2 separate regions of the Mus musculus genome follow, and region 1 is linked to region 2. A link is a contact called in public HiChIP or PLAC-seq data. All regions are on one chromosome and are shown on one strand. The core of a region is the stretch at or near the end of the contact, and the rest is flanking DNA. Distances in the headings are between cores, read along the strand shown. Region 1 holds the start of Spink2 (serine peptidase inhibitor, Kazal type 2). Region 2 holds the start of Srp72 (signal recognition particle 72).

Region 1 (2,700 bases), core at 82-2,581, 240 kb before region 2:
GAGAGTGTATGTGTGTGTGTGAGTGTGTGAGAATGTGTGAGTGTGCATGTATGTGTATGTGAGTGTGTATGATGTGTGTGTATATATACATGAGTATGTTTGAGAGTGAGTGTGAGTGAGTGAGTGTGTGTGTGCATTTAGAAGGTGGGTGGGAATGTGTGTTTGATGTGTGGAGAAGTGAAGGAGTACTGGGTTGTGTATTTGGTAGGCTGAAAGGGTGGGGGTCACTTGGGGAATGTGGTGGAGGGATGGTGGATTTTATGGTAATTGGGTGTGGAGAGTGTAGAGAGTATGTGTGGGGTGGAGAGGTAGCTTGTTTAGCTGTGGGAGTTTTTGTGTGGACAAGTGCATAGAAATAGCTACTCAACCCGGCATAGGCTATGCGTCGGGATATGGAAGTTTGGAGTGGTGGATCCTGAGGTAGGTGGTAGTTTTGTGGTGGGGTGGTTGTGGAATATGTGAGGGGCTGGAGGGTTGGGGTGGTGGTGATGTGTTTGAAGTGTGTGGAAGGGTGGTGAAGAAGGGGTTCTGGTTGTGGTCATCATATGTGTGGGGTAGGTGGAAGGGGTGAGGTGGGTGCTTGGAAAGTGGATGGTTGTGCACATGTGGAGGGTGAAGGGATGTCAAATTGTCTAGTGGGTATGGAGTCTGTCGGGGGAAGAGGTGTTTGGTGGTTTGAAAGTGTGGAAGGGGTCATTTGGGGTGTGTGGAGGAGGGGTGCTGGGTTGTGTAGTCTGTGGGTATGTAAGATGTGGGTTATCTGGAGTGTCGAAAGGATGTGTTTGGGGTATGTGAAAGAAAGAGGGGCTGTGCGGTGGAGGCACGTGTGACTTTTGAGGAAGAGTTAGGCTGTGGTAGAGTATGGTCGAGATGGGTTAGGCTAGGGTGTTTGAAGCACTTGAGGGGAGGAAAAGGCGTGAGGGGTGTCTGGAGGGGTTGGGTTGTGTGAGCAGGGTGTCTTGTGCTTGTGTGTTGAGTGTTTAGGTGGTGGATGTGTGGCGGGATCCGGTGGGGATATGCATGGGGTTTGTAGAGAGTTCAGGCGTGGTACTGTGTGAGGGTTGTGTGAAAGGTTGGGGGCATGGTTCACTTTTGTGAACTTTGTAGAGAGGTTTACAAAAAAAACCTTAGAAATCTGGAAGGCTTGTATGTATGTGTGTGTGTGTGTGTGCGGGTGTGCGCGTGTGTTTGTGTATGCCTCCCTTTTTCCCTGGCCAACCCTCCCTCTTCTTCTTCTTTCCCATCTCTTCCTTCTCCTGCAACTTCCGTTCCTCTTCCTCGCTCCCTTCTTCGGACTAGCCTCTAGCCCGCCCCTCGCCCCTCCCCCTTCGCACTCCCGCGCGGTGCCAGCGGGTGGCTACTTGACCACTGCTCTGTTCGCTGCACAGGAGAGCTCTCCCAGCAGAGCAGGAAGAAGAGCTTTAGTGATGCTGAGACTGGTGCTGTTGCTCCTGGTCACAGACTTTGCAGGTGATGCTCAAGTGGGTCTGGTGTCAAGGGACCAGCTTGGAGCTGAGAGCGCTGGGCTTGGGTAGTTAGGAGATGGGTTCGTGCCGTGCCGTTACTGGCGGTTCTGCCCCGTGGAGAGTGGTGGCCATGGAAGGTGAATGTGGGTCAAGCATCCTCTGCCGTTATAGTTGGGGCTTCCATTCTAGCTCCAACTAGATGTCACCCAGCCATCTGTTCTACCTTTCTTAAGCAGATTTTTCTGGACCTATATACGCAGTTGGATTGTATCCACGGCTCTGCTGAGGTTAACGGGGGATGTGCGGGACGTTCTTCCGGATGGCCTTGCCATCTATGGGAAAGCAGAGTTGAGGTCTTAACACTTATACTAAGTTTTCTGTTATTGAGTTTGGTGTACTGGCTCACACCTAAAATTCCAGCACTTAAGAAGCAGAGGCAGAGGGCTGGTGAGATGGCTCAGTGGGTAAGAGCACCCGACTGCTCTTCCGAAGGTCCAGAGTTCAAATCCCAGCAACCACATGGTGGCTCACAACCATCCGTAACAAGATCTGACTCCCCCTTCTGGTGTGTCTGAAGACAGCTACAGTGTACTTACATATAATAAATAAATCTTTAAAAAAAAAAAAAAAAAAAAGAAGCAGAGGCAGAAGGGCCATGTCCCCGTTTGCAACATAGCCAGTTCAAGACTAGCCTGGGCTCCGTCAGACCCCCTGTCTCAAAAGTTAAATCTGAGTTTTGAGTTTATTTGAAAAAAAAAATATCTTGGACGCACAGACAAAAAGCACTGTTAGTTACTTCCTGATACCTGTAACTTCTAAGTCAGTTTTCAAGAAACCTGATAGAAACAGAAGCAGATGTTCTGTGTATTTCTTAGAAGTCCCAGGCAGAAATGATGGAGGACCATCATTTCTTTTTTTAAAGAAGCATGGAGAGGGGCATCAGAGAGACTGTCATGTGTGGATAAACCACGAACCGCTTTTGGTTTTGGTCTTTGTGTCTTAAGTGTGTGCGCACCACATACATTTTTGTGTAGTGTACTCGTGTGTGTGTGTGTGTGTGTGTGTGTGTGTGTGTGTGTGTGTGTGTGTGTGTTGAAGGCATATGGAGGCTAGAGGTCAATACTGGTGTCTTCTATTGCTCCACATTATTTTTGAGACAGTGTCTCTTGCTGAACCTGTAGCTTGCCATTTCTGCTAGGCTGGCTGGCCAGTAATTCTTGGTATCCACCTGTCT
Region 2 (2,700 bases), core at 85-2,584:
AGAGTGTTCTAAAGAAATATTCAAAATTTCCCTTTCCCATAAAGAGATCAAAGGGAAATACAAAGAACTCAGGCGGCCACGGCTCTATGCCAACAGCGTGTCAAGTGTCAAAATGACTAGGACCATGGTTCCCCTCGCTCCTAGTCAACCACAGGAATCCAATTCTCACTTTACGAGTCGTCGAAGGGACTTCTAGAAATTAATAGACAGGGCTGAAGGGACAGTCTTGGCTGATCAAAGAAGTGCTACAGAGTTTTATACCGATACTAAATATTGGTTGTAGGCCCACTGAAGGGCTAAAGTGAATTCAAGTAAGTTTGGCAATCATCAATTCTAATTAGTAGCTGTCTTCCTTAATGCACTGTGGCCACTGTCACTACTTTTATAGGAACTCAGGAACCCGAAGGTTTAAAGTGTATATTACTGTGATAGCCTTTATGTAACTGGGGCTTTGTACAGCTGAAGGGTTTCATAGTTACATCACCAAACCTGACACACACAGGTGTATCTACTGTACAAAATATAGCACGGCCATATTACAGGCACATAGTGATGAATAACAACTTATGGAATCTCATACTGAAGGCAACTAAAATTTGAAATTATAACTTATGGGGGCTAAAAATGCAGGTTAGTTTCCTTACGTTATTTTAAATGTTGGGACGCTCACTCACTCACTCTCTGGCTAAACACTACGGGGAAGACTTTGTGCGTGGAAATGAATAACGACTTGATATTCACACCTTTCCAATCTGCAACGCTTCCACCTTGTCTGCAACAGAGCGGATGCTACGTGTCCAGACAGGTTTCCTTCCCCGGCCCCAGCCCCAGTCAACAAGTTTCCTCCATGACACTGTCCTGATCCCTTCACTCAAGATGAACGAAGAAAAGTCAATCTGACATCTTTGCAAAATCCCGCCGCGGAGACGACACGAAAAACATTTTGGGAAGCGGTTCCGGACGCCATGGTCTCTTTAAGTCCCCCCTCCCCCTCGCGCCCGGTCTCGCGGGGACAGAGGGAAGTACACGTGGCCTTAAGCGACCGAGCTCGGGCCGCCGGTGGCCGTGGGACAGCGACCCGCCCCCGGGCTTGGGGCCGAGCCTGAGGACGCAGCGATCCCCCTCCGCGCTGTGCCGAGGGGTCGCACGCTCGACCCAGGAGATGTCCTCCTCCCGACAACCCGGGCCGCCGGGACACTTACTCTTGTTGACAGTCTTGAGGGCACGCGTGAAGTCGCTGTTCTGCCCATAACGGTTCACCTCACTCCACAGCGCAGGGACTGACACCCCACCACTGCCGCCGCTCGCCATCTTGGAGGAGGTGGGGGTGAGGTGGGGGAGGGGGGTGGGAGGAGCAGGGCGACCTCTGCCCCGGAAGAGGATCTCGAAGTTGGCTCGGCGAAGGAGGAAGTTGATGGTTGCTAGGCGGCCGGGAGTCGCGAGCTGGTCTGTCCCAGAGCTAGCGTCAGAAATCGGTTTTTAATTTTTTCTGTCTTGCGGCAAGACATTTGTTTGCCTGACGCCCTTACTCCTAATCCAAAGGTGACTGGAGGTAGGAGGGGTCAGATTCAGAAGGCGCTCGCCGAAACTGTTAGCCCCAAGCCGCCGGCATTCTGGGGAGACCCCTGTGCTCCGACTGTGGCCGGGCGACAGTCTTTGGGAGAGAAAACTCCCGGTTCTTCGGGTGGTAGGAGGGGTACCTAATTTAAGGAACCGTAGAGAGGCTCTTGAAGGCGGCAGGTAGAGCCACAGCTGCTCATGGGTGCTTCGGGATTGCCATTTTAGGACACGAGCGGTGATTAGAACCTGGGACTAAATCTAGAAGTGAAGATAGGTCTGGGACTGACAAAAATACAGTGAACGGCACTGTTTAACCTCCCTTTGAGATCTAGTTTCAGGAGCAGTGTGGGCTGGAAGCCCGAGGAGATGAGAAGGACCAGGTTCTGAGGTGAGTATATTGACTTAGGTAGATGTCATACAATAAACTACGTCCTGGAGGCCTTCCTTAATGTACTTTAAGGAAACCTGTTCTTGCAGCCTAGCCAGTACACATTCTGCTTCCAAGGCTCGACTTCCTTGTGGAGAAGACCCGTGCATACTATGTAAGTGGTCTTAGCATTCAGCTACACCCTCTACAAGATTACACCATCTACAAGGCTCTCTATTCCTGAGTATTGATCCTTAAGTCCCCTCTCTTTGAACGACCTATAGTCCTAAGACCAGAGACCTTATTTACTTTGCTTACTACCTGGGAGACCTGAACCAAACCTTCCTTCACTTCCCCTAGACTCAACCTAATGTTCTCTTAATGTTGCTACTTAGGTTTTAAACCACCTATCTACTTCCTGTTTCTTGCCTGAGTCAAGTGCTGAAACGCTAGCTGATTGTCATATGTGTGGTCAGTATGATACATCAGACTGAACTTAAAAGAGTTTCTTTTGGGTCATGATTTCATAGATTTCAGCCACAGTAGGTTGGCTTTGTTGCTTTGGAACCTCAGTGAGGTGCTTCATCATGATGGAAATCATGTCGTAGTGGCCCTAAGCCGCTCACCTAATGGTTACTGGGAAGGAAGAAGCTGGAGAAGCCACAGACAAAATGTCAAGTTTTTAAAAAGTACACTCACGCTAGGCACCATCTCCTACAGCTGTGACCCCGCCAGGGGGGTTACAAATTAGATATTTAAATTACTATTCATAG

What was found. HiChIP or PLAC-seq counts read pairs in DNA pulled down with a chosen protein or histone mark.
Region 1: a contact with region 2 is called in an H3K4me3 HiChIP or PLAC-seq map of stem cell-derived neural progenitor cells, with 55 read pairs. The contact joins the promoter of Spink2 here to the promoter of Srp72 in region 2. A contact is called at or near these places in 2 of 39 promoter capture datasets (embryonic stem cells and neural stem cells), 5 of 484 Hi-C or Micro-C datasets (the AML12 cell line, bone marrow-derived macrophages, embryonic stem cells and 1 more), 26 of 115 datasets of contacts at active chromatin or transcription factors (DN3 thymocytes, the NIH/3T3 cell line, the SCID.adh cell line and 18 more) and 4 of 9 other capture datasets (adipose tissue, liver, macrophages and 1 more).

Annotation. Positions count from the first base shown.
Region 1 is chr5:77,210,102-77,212,801 of GRCm38.p6, reverse strand. It overlaps Spink2 (serine peptidase inhibitor, Kazal type 2), which reads left to right and starts at 1,331. Exons shown (of 4, transcript NM_183284.3): 1 at 1,331-1,470. The coding sequence starts at 1,428.
Region 2 is chr5:76,973,335-76,976,034 of GRCm38.p6, reverse strand. It overlaps Srp72 (signal recognition particle 72), which reads right to left and starts at 1,334. Exons shown (of 19, transcript NM_025691.1): 1 at 1,203-1,334. The coding sequence starts at 1,311.